Linked DNA regions of Oryctolagus cuniculus: region 1 is linked to region 2. The links are chromatin contacts, called in public Hi-C maps. All regions are on one chromosome and are shown on one strand. The core of a region is the stretch at or near the end of the contact, and the rest is flanking DNA. Distances in the headings are between cores, read along the strand shown. Region 1 overlaps NR1H4 (nuclear receptor subfamily 1 group H member 4). Region 2 holds the start of SLC17A8 (solute carrier family 17 member 8).

Region 1 (6,843 bases), core at 1,202-3,701, 210 kb after region 2:
GGCCCGGGAGTGCAGTGGAGGATGGCCCAGGTCCATGGGCCCTGCACCCGCACCTGGCTCCTGGCTTTGGACTGGCGTGGTGCACCGGCTGCAGCGGTCATTGGAGGGTGAACCAACGGAAAAGGAAGATATTTCTCTCTGTCTCTCTCTCACTGTCCACTCTGCCTGTCAAAAAAAAAAAAAAAAAAAAGTGTTATGGGAAATGCATATTATGAGGAAGCTGTGAATGGACTTCACAAAAATGTTATTTAACTAAATAAACTTAATCGTTTCATCTCATTTTTTCCCCAGGAACTTTTAAAAATACCCTGAATGTTTCTTAGGAGCTTCTCAGGAGGCTCCCCTTTAGTCTCATTGGCCAGAATTCCACTGCTTTTGTCCCTGAAAACACTGCCATCTACATGGGAAATGACACCCACAGTGCCTGGACCACGGGGAAAGGAGTAGGATCTGTCTTCACCATAGACATGGCCATGAGGCAGGGAAGGGGGACTGTCACTAATGAGGAAATGAACTCTCAGATTTAGGGACCTAAAAGAATAGGTGTCACTGATTCATAAGAAAATCATTGTGATTGTGAGAGCATACTTTGAAAGGGAAGCAGAAAACAGACATTGCCTTTTATGCTATGTCAGGGACTTATACCTTAACTTCTAGGTGATGGGGTGGTGCCACTACTAGAAAGATTTCATACTATATAGTTTTAAGAAAATAATATAATTTTTAGGGACATGCTCAATGTATCTTCAGATGGCCAATTGTAATAATTCATGAGGTCTAGAATACCAGGAAAAGTGTATGAATAATGTACATACTTGTATGTAACACACACACACACAATGAAAGACATTTACATTTTAAAACGACTTAAATCAGTACTTACTTTTATGTTAATTCTATCAAATGATTATTCTGTCAAATAATATTTCTGATCATTGAGCAATTAATTATCAATCAATTTATCAATCACAGACCTCTTTTTTCTTTTCTTTTAAAGGAAAGAAAATAAGAAATAGGAGCAAAACAGTTTTTTTAAACTTTTATTTAATAAACATAAATTTCCAAAGTACAGTTTTTGGATTACAGTGGCTCCCCCCCCCCCCCCCGTGACGTCCCTCCCACCCGCACCCCTCCCATCTCCTGCTCCCTCTCCCATTCCATTCACATCAAGATTCATTTTCAATTATCTTTATATACAGAAGATCAATTTAGTATATATTAAGTAAAGAATTCAACAGTCTTTTTTACAACCTAACTTTCCGTGGCAGTCTTTGTGGTTTAATTAGAAAATAGCTCCCCCTTGTGACCAAATTCAGCTAATCGGTCACAGCAGCAAAAATGAAGCAAATTTTAAGTCTCCAGGAAGAAGGAGGAAGCAGGAAAACAGGAAAAGGCTGTCCTCTTCAGGATGATATTATTGTTACATTTCTTATGTTAGAAATTGCTGGTTCACAAGCACTTGAAACATTCCCTGTGCTTATACTGGCATAGTCAATTCTGATTGCTAGCTAATTCCAAAAGCACAATTATATTTGATCCACCCTGTGGAAAAAGTGTTTCTTAAAAAGTTCATTGTTTTCTGCATTTTTCTGTATTTACTCTTGGCTTTCACAATACGTACAAGATGAAACCATCCTAATAAGCATTTTAAATTAATTTTCCCCAAAGATTATCAACTACAATTAGATAGGTAATGGAGAGTTGTTGGAGAGTGAGTGGGGATTTAAAAATGAAATGAAATAGGAAATTAGATAGTTAAAGATGATTTCTAAAATTTGGAAATTTTCAAATCAGCTGCCTTGGATAATATCTCTTAATCCTCATGTACTATTTGAAGTAGTGCCATAGTCATGAATTATTTTAGGCAATCACATTTCATGGCCATTTTTTGGAAGACAAAAAAGAATAACTTACCAAGAAACTTCAGGTCTTAGAAAAATACTGAGGCAAATCAGCCAGTAGTTTGCAGAATAATTTTTCAAAAAACCAACATATCTTTGTAGAGATGAAAGTACACAAATGTAATTGAAGACTAAAATGAACGTGTTGATTCAATTATCCTGAATAGCAATAATAGTAGTTAATATCATTTGTTCTAACATTTATAGAGGGCTTACTATGAGCCAGGCATTGTGCTAAGGGCTCTCTATATATTGTCTCATATAATACCATTGTTATCTAATTCACATTTCACCAATAAGAAAACTAAGGCTTAAAGGGTATAAATAATATGTCCATGCTGAAGTCACAGAGTCAAATGGCTCAAACCCACTGGGTCATGAACTCTTATCCACTATATTTGTTGGAAACCAGGATTGGTATCTCCCAGCTCACATCTTCCAATCCCCCGCATTTTAAGTTGTATTTAGTTTGGTCATGGGTAATCAGTTCAATCTGTAACATCTGGGTAAAGGGCAACCTTCCACATGACGTAATCCTCAAGTTGCTCAACAAAGTCCTTGTTGTTAATAGAGCCCACTGGGGTCAATTAGAGAATCAAAAGTCAAAGGGCAGAAGAGTGTGGCATTTTGACAAGTGAGAGAAAGGCCAAGGATTTAATCTGGGAAGAGTCTTCAGATTCTGGTAGGGGCAAGGATTTATACTTTCTGGTACTTTCTGTAGTATGTACTATTAGGTAATAACTGTACTCCCTAGCACATGGAATCAAATTTTACTCTGGTTTGCTTCAGCCACAACTGTGGCTCTAGATGTGGTTTGCGAAGGAATAGAACATTGCTGTTTTCAACTGAATCAATTCTGGGAAACTCATCCTATTCACCCACAAATAACAGCACTATTTCATCCCCTGCCCTCCACCACTATTTTCCTTGATGTCTCAGCCAAAGGCTCTGCTGGATTGGAGTCATAAACAGAACAGGTACCAAGCTGGTATTTATTGAATGAATGGAGGAAATGAAACAAGTGAGTCTTAAATTAGAAGGAGGAATAACCTAGATAAAAGAGAGGGAGGAGAAACCACATAAAAAGGAAAGAACACTATGATGACTTGGCAGGAAATGAGCTTTTAACCTAGTAGTTAGACGCTGGTTAAGACACACACACACTCTACATTGGAGTACCTGGGTGTGATGTCCTGATCTGGCTCCTGATTCCGGCTTCCTGCTAATGAAGACCCTGAGAGGCAGCAGTGATGACTCAAGTAATTGTTCTTTCCATCAACATGGGAGACCTTGATGGAGTTTCTGGTTCTTGGTTGTGGCCATGGCCCAGCGTTGTTTGGGAACCATAAATACGTGAACAAGGCTGGAGGCAGGGCCATGTGATAGAAGAGTAGTGCCTCCTAGTCATAGCTAATAGGACACTGTAGCCCACCGTCTTTGCTTCCATCTCTCACCAGCTATGTGTCTGCATTAATTATATAACGTCTCTGTGTCTACCTCATGAACTGTTGGAAAGATAAAATGAATTATAACATGAGAAGTGTTTAAAACTATGTCTAACACGTAGTGAATAGTACTCAATACAGAAGAACTCCTACTGATATTATCATGAGTTCATGTGTGATGAGATAGGCAGTAGGGTTCTATATTGAAAGGAGGACAATTAAAGCTTTTTGCCAAATATCAGAGTTTTGGAAGCTTTGTAAGAAAAGGGGAGAAAGTGTGTGGTTTGAATTTTAGAAAGGTCGTTCCAGTATATGGACAGAGGATAGAATGAAGGTAACAAAATTGAAGATAGGAAGACCAATGAAGATGCAATTGCAAGTAATCCAGATAAAAAGAGATGGGGAACTAGACTGAGTCAGTGCCACACGCCATAGAGGGGGAGGGAGTAAGCAGGTACAGCCATGATGCTGAACACCTGAATCTAAGCTGTCAGGCCTGGCAGGAGGGTGAGTGAAGTTCCCAATCACTGAGAATGGGAACTCCAAGAAAGGAGTGGACTTAGAGGAAGGCGGGGGAGTTTAGTTCTGTACATGACATCTTTGACTTGGGATAAACTGTCGTGAGTTTAAAGAGAGCAGACAAGTACTCATATCTGATATGCAATAGATAAGTTAGAACCTTTTGATAAGAACACTGGCCAATTTACTAGATGGGGCTGTTTATATTTTTTGTATGAAGAACAACCATTTTTTGTTATTTCCTTAAACTGCTATCTCTGCCTTGATTAAAATATTAGCATTGGAAAGATTAATTAATGCCATCCAGAATGCAGTGAACTTCTGAGATTCTCTTGGCAATCCAAGAGCATTATCCTCCACTGGGAAATAGCAGGGACTGAAATGAAGACACTTGTGAAATCAAAGGCATACACTATTGATTAGACCATCTTGTGAGGATTTTGTTCATTGATCATCTTTGTAGGATCTTGCCTTTGTCTGAGACATAGAGTATGTATGTAGTAATTGCTTAAATGTATGCATAGGGATATAATATTGATGCGTATATATGTAAATGTGTGTATTTATATAAATACATATAAAGCATTTCTAGTTTCAAACTTTTCAGCCACTCAAAAATCTTAAATAACTGCAATTTGTCAACTTTCCCCCATAGGTATTTCTGATGAATATATAACACCTATGTTTAGCTTTTACAAAAGTGTTGGGGAATTGAAAATGACTCAAGAAGAGTATGCACTTCTTACGGCAATTGTTATCCTCTCTCCAGGTAATTTCAGTGTTTCACTTAAATTTCTATGCCAATAGTCTTTTTTCTCAGTTACATAGTCAGTGTTTCTTTCTAGAGCCTGAAAAACAGGAATGTAAAGAAAAAGGAAAATAATTTTACTATTCAAAATGAATTTATTGTAAGCATTTCAGTGTACTTCTTGGTCTTTTTTTTGAAAAAATCACACTCATTTGATAGTTACACATTTAACATCTACTGTCTACCGAACATTGTTCTAGATATTGGAGATACAGCAAGATTATAGCTCACATGGAGTTTACATTATAGTAGGATGAGAAAGATAAGTGAAGGAACAAATGAAAGTGGTTTTTCAGGAGATGGTAAATACTCCAAAATATAAAATATCAGAATATTAGGAAAGGGGATCAGGTGTTCGGCTAAGTGGTTAAGACATCTGTGTCTCATATCAGGGTGTCTGGCTTTGACTCTAGGCAGATTCCTGACCCCAGCGTCCTGATAGTATGCACCCCGGGGGACAGCAGTGATGGCTCAGGTAGTTGGATTCCAGTCTTCCGCATGGAAAACCTGGATTGAGTTCCTGGCTCCTTACTTTGGCCCTGACCCAGTCCCAGCAGGAGCAACATTTGGGGAGTGAACCAGCACATGGCAGCTCTCTGTCTCTCTGCCTCTTTCTCTGTCTCTAAAATAAATGAATGAATTTTTAAAAGAATATAAGTAAAGAAAGTAACGGAAGAATGCTATTTTAATATTTTCCTAGGTGGTTGCATTTGAGCAGGGATTAAATGAAATTTGTACTTTTTCTTTGGTGTTTTTTTTTTTTTTTAATTATTCTAAAGGCAGAGTCACACAGAAACACACACACACACGCACACACACACAGAGAAACAAAGAGAGAGAAATTTTCCATCTGGTGATTCCCTCCCCAAATGGCTGCGACAGCCAGGGCAAGGCCAGCCTGAAGCTCCAATCCAAAACCACCATCTGGGTCTCCTATGAGAGTGGCAGGGGCCTGAGCACTTGGGCTATCATCTGCTGCCTCCTGAAGCACATTAGCAGGAAGCTGGATTGGAAGACAAGCAGCTAGGACTTGACGTGGCGCTCTGATATGGGATGCTGGCATTGTAAGTATCAACTTTACCTGCTGTACCACAATGCCAGCCCTGAAATTACATAGTTCATCAATGAGAACATGCTGTATCTTTTTTCTTTAAAAAATTACATTTTTAAAAAGCCTTTTCTCAAGTCATTAAAAATTATATCGGTACAATTTCTTGTAATGTGTGTATCATATCCCATTGTATGTATAAACACACTTTTATGTAACAATCTTTACTGTATATTATGTATTCAGGATGTTTCCATTTTTTGGCTTTAAATGATATCTAAATGAATGCCTTTGTATAGCTTTTGCCTACATATTTTGGTTTACTTTAATAATAGAGTGATGTCATCTTCATGATTTGTAAAGCTTAATTACAACATAAAAAACCATTTTTACACATGATGTTGAGGCAGAGGCTAGTTATTATGTTTTTTAACTATAAAAATTATGATTAAACACAGACTGTCTGGGAGTATCAACTAAAGTTACTCCTATATGTCCCAGCAATTGCACTCCTGGGATGATACTCACCAGAAAGGACGCCTGGGTTCAACATATGGGTTATCTTTCGGGACTTTGATTGAGAGGGGAACTTTAAGGAGGCTTCTGGGCAGCCTACTCATGATTACATGGGTGTATTTGTGTGTGTGTGTGTGTGTGTGTGTGTGCGCATGCTGCATTTTCCTCAACTCAAACACTTCATTTGGTCATTTCAAGTATACGACACTTATAAACTTATACTTCAAGAAAGTTAACATGGCCAAGATTATACCAAATTAATGCTTTCCCACTTTTTTGTTGTTTTATTTTAAACTTCAAAACAGATAGGCAATACATAAAAGACAGAGAGGCAGTAGAGAAACTTCAGGAGCCACTGCTCGACGTGCTGCAGAAGCTGTGCAAGATTCATCAGCCCGAGAATCCTCAACACTTCGCCTGCCTCCTGGGTCGCCTGACAGAGCTGCGGACGTTCAATCACCACCATGCGGAGATGCTGATGTCCTGGAGGGTCAACGACCACAAGTTCACCCCACTGCTCTGCGAAATCTGGGATGTGCAGTGATGAGCTTCGCGGGACGGGGTCGAGCCCTTTCTCCCTCACAACATGAATCTGATGTCTCACTT
Region 2 (7,671 bases), core at 2,896-5,395:
CTGCTTGTTACATTTTTGCTCATTAGTCTTCTTCTGTCACTGAACTGGACAGTCAGGCTCACCCACACGGTACTCAGTGGAGACTTACTTGATAGTACAGGGCTTGGGATTTAAATAATTACAGTAGCCAAGATTCTTTGAGAGGAACAGAAACCATCTTAGCTAATCCAAAACAGGGCAATTCGTCATAAGGATGCAGGTATTACTTGAAAGCCCAGGGTGAAAAGGCATCTGAGTCTAGATGGACAGGGACTGGAAGAGCATTAGGAATACATGCCCCTCTGCATTTCCTCTCTTTGTCAGGTGTTCTTCACCTCTCTACCCCATAGAGGACATGTAGTTGTTGTTCCTGGATCCTTCAATATGCAGTAACAGTCTTTCTTCTCCAAAGTTAAAATATTAGGAGAATCTGGCACCAGATCAGCTGAGCGTAGTGCAGATGTCTACTCCTGATCTGTTCAACAGTAGCCAGAGGAATGGGGAACGTTACAGTATACACAGGACTTTTGGAAGCTTGTCATCATAAAAGAGGAGGGCTTCAGGACACGGCAAGTTTCCTGAAAATGAAGATTTGTTGTAATCTGGGCAAGGACCCCTAAAGATGTCTTAGTTAATATTTTTTTCTCTAAATGAAAGAGCTTTTTAACTTTTTTACAGATTTATTTATTTGAAAGAGAGAGAGGGAGGGAGGGAGAAAGAAAAAAAAGGGAGAGAAAGAGAGAGGAGGAGAGAGAGGGGGAGAGAGAGAGATCTTCCATATTTTGGGTTACTTCCCAAATGCCTGCAACAGTAAGGGCTGACCCAGGCTGAAGCCAGGAACCAGGAACTCAATCTGAGTCTCCTATCTGAGCTACAGAAACCCCAAAATTTGGGCCATCATTTGCTGCCTCCCAGGGCACATTAGCAAAAAGCTGAATTGAAATCGTGAAGTAGACAGCACTCGAACCAGGGACTCCAATATGGGATGTGGGTGTCCTATGTGGTGGCTTAACTGACTATGAGGAGACTTTTTTGGTATAAGATGATGGGAAGGCATCAAATATAAACTAGAACTTTTCCTTTTCCTTTTCCTTTTCCTTTTCCTTTTCCTTTTCCTTTCCTTTCCTTTCCTTTTCTTTTCTTTTCTTTTCTTTTCTTTTCTTTTCTTTTCTTTTCTTTTCTTTTTGACAGGCATAGTGGACAGTGAGAGAGAGTGACAGAGAGAAAGGGCTTCCTTTTGCCGTTGGTTCACTCCAATGGCCGCCGTGGCCAGCGCGCTGCAGCCGGCACAACGCGCTGATCTGATGGCAGGAGCCAGGAGCCAGGTGCTTCTCCTGGTCTCCCATGGGGTGCAGGGCCCAAGGACTTGGGCCATCCTCCACTGCACTCCCTGGCCACAGCAGAGGGCTGGCCTGGAAGAGGGGCAACCGGGACAGAATCCGGCGCCCCGACCGGGACTAGAACCCACTGTGCCAGCGCTACAGGCAGAGGATTAGCCTGTTGAGCCACGGCACCAGCCATAAACTAGAACTTTTTCTAATATTTATGCACTCTACATATGCCCAGCATTTTGTTTCACAGCCCTCAGGGAATTCTTCACTATACATACTTTCTTCTATTTTTGCTATATTTGATATTTGGGGATGGGAAGCAGATATTTGAATGCTATTCTACAACAACTGAATTACATGAGGACACCTGAAAAGGCTCATGGAAAATGGAACTCAATCCAGGTGAGGAGAAAATCTTTGAGACCTCAGGTTAGGCAAAAATTTCTTACCCTAAACAGCAAAAACACAGTTCAGAAAAAAAAAAGTGAATAAATCAGATCTCAACAAAATTCAAAATTTTTAGACTTAAAAATATAGAAGGAAGAAAATGAAAAATAAACAGCAGACTGCAAGAAAATATTTGCAGAACACATAGCTGATAAAGAACATGTACCCAAAATATATACCCATATGCTTTAGTCATAAGCAGACAAAAACCTATGTAAAATATTTGAAAATAAATTTCACCAAAAAAAGATATATGAATGTCAATAAGCACATGGAAAGATGGTTAATGTCCTTAGTCATCAGGGAAATGCAAATTAAAACCACAATAAGACACCATTTTACACTCACTAGAATGGTTTATTCTAAAAAAGCAAACAACAGTTTGGCAAGGATGTGGAAAAAACTGGAACCCTCATACATGCTGGTAGAATTGTAAAATAGTGCATCCACTTATGAAAATAATTGAAGAGTTTCTCAAAAACACACCATATGATCCAACAATTTCACTCCTGGGTTTTTATCCAAGAAAAATAAAAATACATGTCCACACAGGGACTTGTATGCAAATACTCCTAACAGTCTTATTCATAATATCTGGGAATTGGAAATTAGAAGGTCAGTGGACAGGCAGTATGTAGTAAATCTATATAATGAAATACTGTTCATTAATAAAGAACAAGAAGAATAAGCTTCTGTGTGAGCTGTATAGACCTCAAATTTATACAAAGCTAAAGAAGCCAACCACAAGTTACCCTATGATTTATCTACATAAAGTGTCCAGAACAGGCGTATAAATCTGTGTCAGTAGGAAGTAGACTGGTGGTTGAATAGAACATGGTTGGGGTTGGGAGATAGGGATTATCAGTGAGTACGAGGGACATTACTGGGATGATGGAAATATTCTCAAGTTGTTTTATGGTGATAATTGCACAACTAGGCAAATTTACTAAGAATCATTGGATTGTCCACTTGAAATGAATGAATTATATGAAATGTAAAGCTTAAGAGAGGGAGGGTAGAACAGAGGGGGAGAGAGAGAGAGAGAGAGAGAGAGAGAGAGAGAGAGAGAAACAAGGGCCAGAGTCAGGCCATTTGGATCTGAAATTGGGCTCTGCTACTAACTAGTTAAATGATCTCAGGAAAGTCTAACCTGTCTTTGCCTGTTTCCCATCAGTAAAATTGGAGAAAATAAGTTATTAACTACAGAGCAGTGTTGGGAAGATTGTGATACTATATAAATAGAGTGCCTAACACAGAGCTTGGACCATAGGAAAAGCTCAATAAATATTAGCAATATTTAACCTACCCAAGATCCAATTCTGATTTGGTTTAATTTCATTCAAATTCAGAAAGGTTTGGACTACAGCTGCAGAGGGCAATGACTGGTTCTGTGACAATGACTCCGGGGAAATCAGAGCATCGCCCACAGCACATTGGTCAGTCCCTGGCCGTCCCTGGGTGTAGGGAGCTCTGAAGCATCACAGATGAAGGCTGTGTCTTCACCACCAGGAGGCAGCATCCTGCAGCCTGGAATACAGGTGCAATGCAATATTTCATCCCCAGCGGAACTAGTGCTTAGGTTACACCTAAGTACAGAGGATTTGGAGGGACCCTCCGCCTCATCTGCAAGGCTTTCTAGTGGATCTGATGTCTGGATGAGACTTCAGGACCCCAGAAGTGACCACGGTGAAGGGTCAGGTTCATTGCCCAGGCAGGGGTACGACTTGAGTGAACTCCAGAGGCCACAGTTCAGTGGCCTCAGTGTTATGGAAAGCAGAGGGACAAGAAACAGGGCTCAGGGTCCCATGGAGGCACTTTGGGCGCCAGGATAAGGTATTTTTTTCTTGGAGACAATGAGGAGCCTGTGAAGATTGTAAGCAGGTGCTAGGACTGGCTCAGATATCTTCAGTTAATTGCCCTAATGGTGTCTGCATCCCATACCTTCAGAGAACCTGCTCTGTCGACGAGAAACAAATAGATGCCATCCTACATGTTCAAGGCCTGGGTTTTGCATTTAGCCCACTCAAGTGCAAATGTTCCTCCAGGGATCACATCCATGCTAGCATCCAAACAAAAAACTGCTTCATGGCTCCCACAGGGGACACAAAGGGCATGAAGTGGTGGCTGAGAGCCGCTCAGCAGGCCCAGGCCTCAGAAAGCAGAGGACTCGTAAATGTTTCATAAACACAACCTTCCCTCTGGACGCCTGCTCTGGCCCAGCGCCCATGACTGAGCCCCAGCGGCTAAGGGGCAGGTATCCTGCGGGTTACTATAGCACTCCATGGAAAAGAGCACTCAGGGAGAGCCACAGGCTGCCTGTGGGGAGGTGGGAGGGGCTGGGCTAGGCCGCAGATGCTGCTGCAGGTCTCGGGGATCCTCATGGGCTGGAACCCACTTTAGCTTCTCCAGCTGCAGCCAGGGAGGGAGAGAGGCAGCGCTCAGTCTCAGAGTGGCTGTCCGAGGCAACAGCCACGGGCGGCTGCTGCTGACTTGTAGCTTTTTCAAGGGGCTGAATTCCCAGCCAGACAACTCTTGGCATTTTTGTTAGGGAGGGGTTTTGAGAGAGGAGAGAGTGGTCTCATCTTGGAAGATCTGGGCTGAGTTTCCTCTCCTTTCTGATTCTAAGCAGTTACCTCTATGAGAACTGACTTCCAGGTGTTCCCGGAAAACAGAGCGGTCCCCACGCTGGACAGGAGAAAAGATGACAGTTGCTGAGACTGGGTGGTAACGGCTCTCAGGTGCCCCTCATTCAAAATGCCTTTTAAAGCCTTTGAGACCTTCAAGGAAAAATTTCTGAAACCTGGGAAGGAAGGAGTGAAGAACGCCGTGGGAGATTCGTTGGGGATTTTACAAAGGTAAAGTTGGGAGGCAAATTTGAGGTTTATTTCTTGAGTAGCCTCATGTTGGCAATGTATGAACGACTTTGTGTCATGTTTATAAAACACATTTTAACAAGGAGGGGTGGGTCAGATTACATGGTTTCTGGAGCCTCTTGCAGCACTAACAGTCTCTGTTGGGAGGGAAAAAATATGCATCAAAAAGTGTTGGGTTTAATTAAGGAAACATCAAGACAAGTGTGCTGTTTATGCAGCAGGATGAGCACATATTGGACTTGGGGTAATGCATATGATGTGTTTGGCATTAAATTAGCAAAGAGTGAGGAGATAATATTTCATGCTAACTCAGTGACAAATGTAGTTGTGTTTTGAGCTGAAAATTAAATATTTGAAAATTTTTTGTTTGTTATATGATATACCTAAAGTGGTCCCTGATTGAATAGTTTTCCCCAAAAGCACAGATAATGGCGTAATAGTTGGAAGAGTTAAAAAATTAGTATTCTTTAAAGCACAAAATCTCACATGATTATGAAGGGGAAAACATTAAGTACCATCACTGAATTGAATGAGATTTTAGTCCAAACCAAAAAACCTTTTTAAAGTAAAACACATTATCATGGGAAGGAGAGTGTGCCAAAAATAGATGAATTTATGTGACATTTTAATTTGTAAATTTTTATATGCCCCCTTTGATATATATCAGTTTTGATATATGAATTAATCCGTGGTCCTTATGTGCAAGGTAGGACTCCTTTATCTCCTTGACATAAATAAATGTGAAAATACTCCTGATAAGCTTTTTATGTGTTTGAATAATTATTTTTAATCCTGGTGAGTGAAAATGTCACCTAGCATCGCCTTTGTAACTTCTCTATGTTATCCCTTAAATTTAAAATCTTTTGTATTTAAAGTACCCTTTCTAGGCAATCTGAGACTATTTCTGGGATTTTTTCCCATTCCTTGTGTTTTAATAGCATATGTGCTCCCATCAGTGTTAAAATTTCCACTGTGCCACTCTTGATGAGTTTTTGTAATAAAAGAACAGGTTGGAGACCTTATTAATTTAGTAATTAAAATTAAAAAAGGCTTCAATCAGACCTCTGCTAAATTTTCATGTTTAGATGAAAACCTAGCCCAGTGACAGCAGCATAAACCAACCAAATATGGGAAATGGTTATAATAATATTTAAAGCAGAGTGTTTAATCCTTTTGTTGCACGCTCCCCAGGGAGCATCTTATTGTGTAGTGTTCATTTGATTAGAATTACAAAAAAAAAATGGCACAATGGCTTAATTGGCTTATTCAAGTGATGACAGGAATTTGGCAAAGTTAGGAACAAAATTCATGACTTAGGGTAATGGTCACCATTATAATCACCAACTTTACCTTAGTTTATAAAATACTTGAAAAACGACTTTGGAATTCTTTTTTCAATTTAATTGATTTTTTGAAATTTAATTACTTTTTTTTCAGTAGAAGACTTACCTTAGGAGCTGGCTTTGCCATGTTTGATTGGATGATCACATTAAGATCATTTTGTTTACAAAAATTGGTTTGCTTAGGAATCTTAAAAAATTAGTAATTTCCAAGTTGGGCAACCTCAACCAAAAATTGAGCCATATGTCTAGGACTCTTTGAACAGTTTCCTCAAAATGGCATCACAGGACAATAGAAAAATGGCTAGCACAATACTTGAGATAGAGAGTGCTCTAACTGAATGCTTGATATTATTATGGCTGTCTTACTTATAGATGGCCTTAGAAAAATGAAGCCAAACTCTAACTCCTTCTTTCAGTTATCTCCAGAGATAAACTATTGGCAGAGGAAGGAAAAATAAACATTAGTTAACCAGACACCCAAGTTGATCCTCAGTTCCCATGGTCTAAGCAGAGCTGCAGAATAATTAAGTCCAGCTCTGCCATGTATTTGGTATTAGCCATAAGTCTGTAAGATAATTATATGTAAAGCATCTTGCCCAGAGCTTGGCATATAATGTGCAATTACTTATTGCCCCATTGATTTTCACATAAAATCAGTTGACAGAATCCAATGTAAAAAAAAAAAAAACTCAAAGGACATTTTTTTTATAAAGGGCATTTGGAACTTAGAAACCCCTACTTTCTACTTAGCAGGCAGTGTAAATCATAGATGTCTAATAATGTTTGAGGCTGAGATCATCATCTAAATGGGATTCTTGAGATGCTTTTTAATCAGTGTTCCTCCTGCTCCAGGGAGTGCCAAATGCACAGAGAAGCATTTGAGAGTTCACACATGGGGTTGATTACAGTCAGGCATTATTAGCCTTCCTGGAAAACAGTCATTGATAAGAAGCAGCTGAGCAATTAATCAGCTAAATGTACAACAATATTTTGTTCCAATTTTAGTATATGTGCTGCCAAAGTGAGCACTGTACAACAATATTTTGGAAGTGTAGAAATAAAGATGCATTTATTTATAGTCTAGCACTAGACTATATAGATGACATAGAGAACATTAGACTTAGAAATGAATGTCCAGAAATTGACATGTCAATTTGTTCATCTTAAATGCTGTGGTGTTACTCCAATGGCTTAGGAATAAAAAATGGCAAACACTTAGTATGTTCTAGGTTCTTTAAACTCATTTAATTCTTTGAGGGCACTTTAGAAAGTGCCAATGGTTGTGTGTTAAACATATGTACCAGATGAGCACTTCCTGCTCCATTGACAAAGGCAGGCATGTTTATGGCATGCTCCAAGACCAAGCAACCCTGGATTTCAGTTGCCCTACCTACATGTCTTCAGGCCACTTGGCTGCAAGGGGTGAATCTCTCCAGGGTAGGGGAGAACCTTTTTTCTGCTATGGGCTATTTGAATACTTCTAACATCATCCACAGGCTGTGCAAAATTATCAACTTAAAAGTCAACCTACTATATAGATTTATTGAATTTTGCATCCCACCTCTGGTTGCCAGACCAAATGATTTTGTGAACCTTATAGGGCCCGTGGGCACAGACCCATGCTCAGAACCTTCCCATGGTATCCCACCTCCCCCAGAAATAAAGTCAGTCTCCTTTGAAGGCGCTTCAAGGCACTTA

What was found. Hi-C and Micro-C count contacts between places; a contact is called where the count stands out from the background.
Region 1: a Hi-C map of embryonic fibroblasts shows a contact between it and region 2, with 4 times the contacts expected there. The contact joins the enhancer-like site here to the promoter of SLC17A8 in region 2. A contact is called at or near these places in 4 of 6 Hi-C or Micro-C datasets (ear pinna, embryonic fibroblasts, skin fibroblasts and 1 more).

What each region holds. Positions count from the first base shown.
Region 1 is chr11:103,471,765-103,478,607 of mOryCun1.1, forward strand. NR1H4 (nuclear receptor subfamily 1 group H member 4) reads left to right here. Exons shown (of 9, transcript NM_001082726.1): 8 at 4,521-4,634; 9 at 6,543-6,843. The coding sequence ends at 6,781. Among named protein-coding and RNA genes, the nearest start is that of GAS2L3, 15 kb to the right of the region's middle. Within about 2 kb of position 2,452, at least 1 of the 8 cell types and tissues checked has an H3K27ac peak or open chromatin away from gene starts, as enhancers often do.
Region 2 is chr11:103,259,667-103,267,337 of mOryCun1.1, forward strand. It overlaps SLC17A8 (solute carrier family 17 member 8), which reads left to right and starts at 4,146. Exons shown (of 12, transcript XM_002711219.5): 1 at 4,146-4,612. The coding sequence starts at 4,512.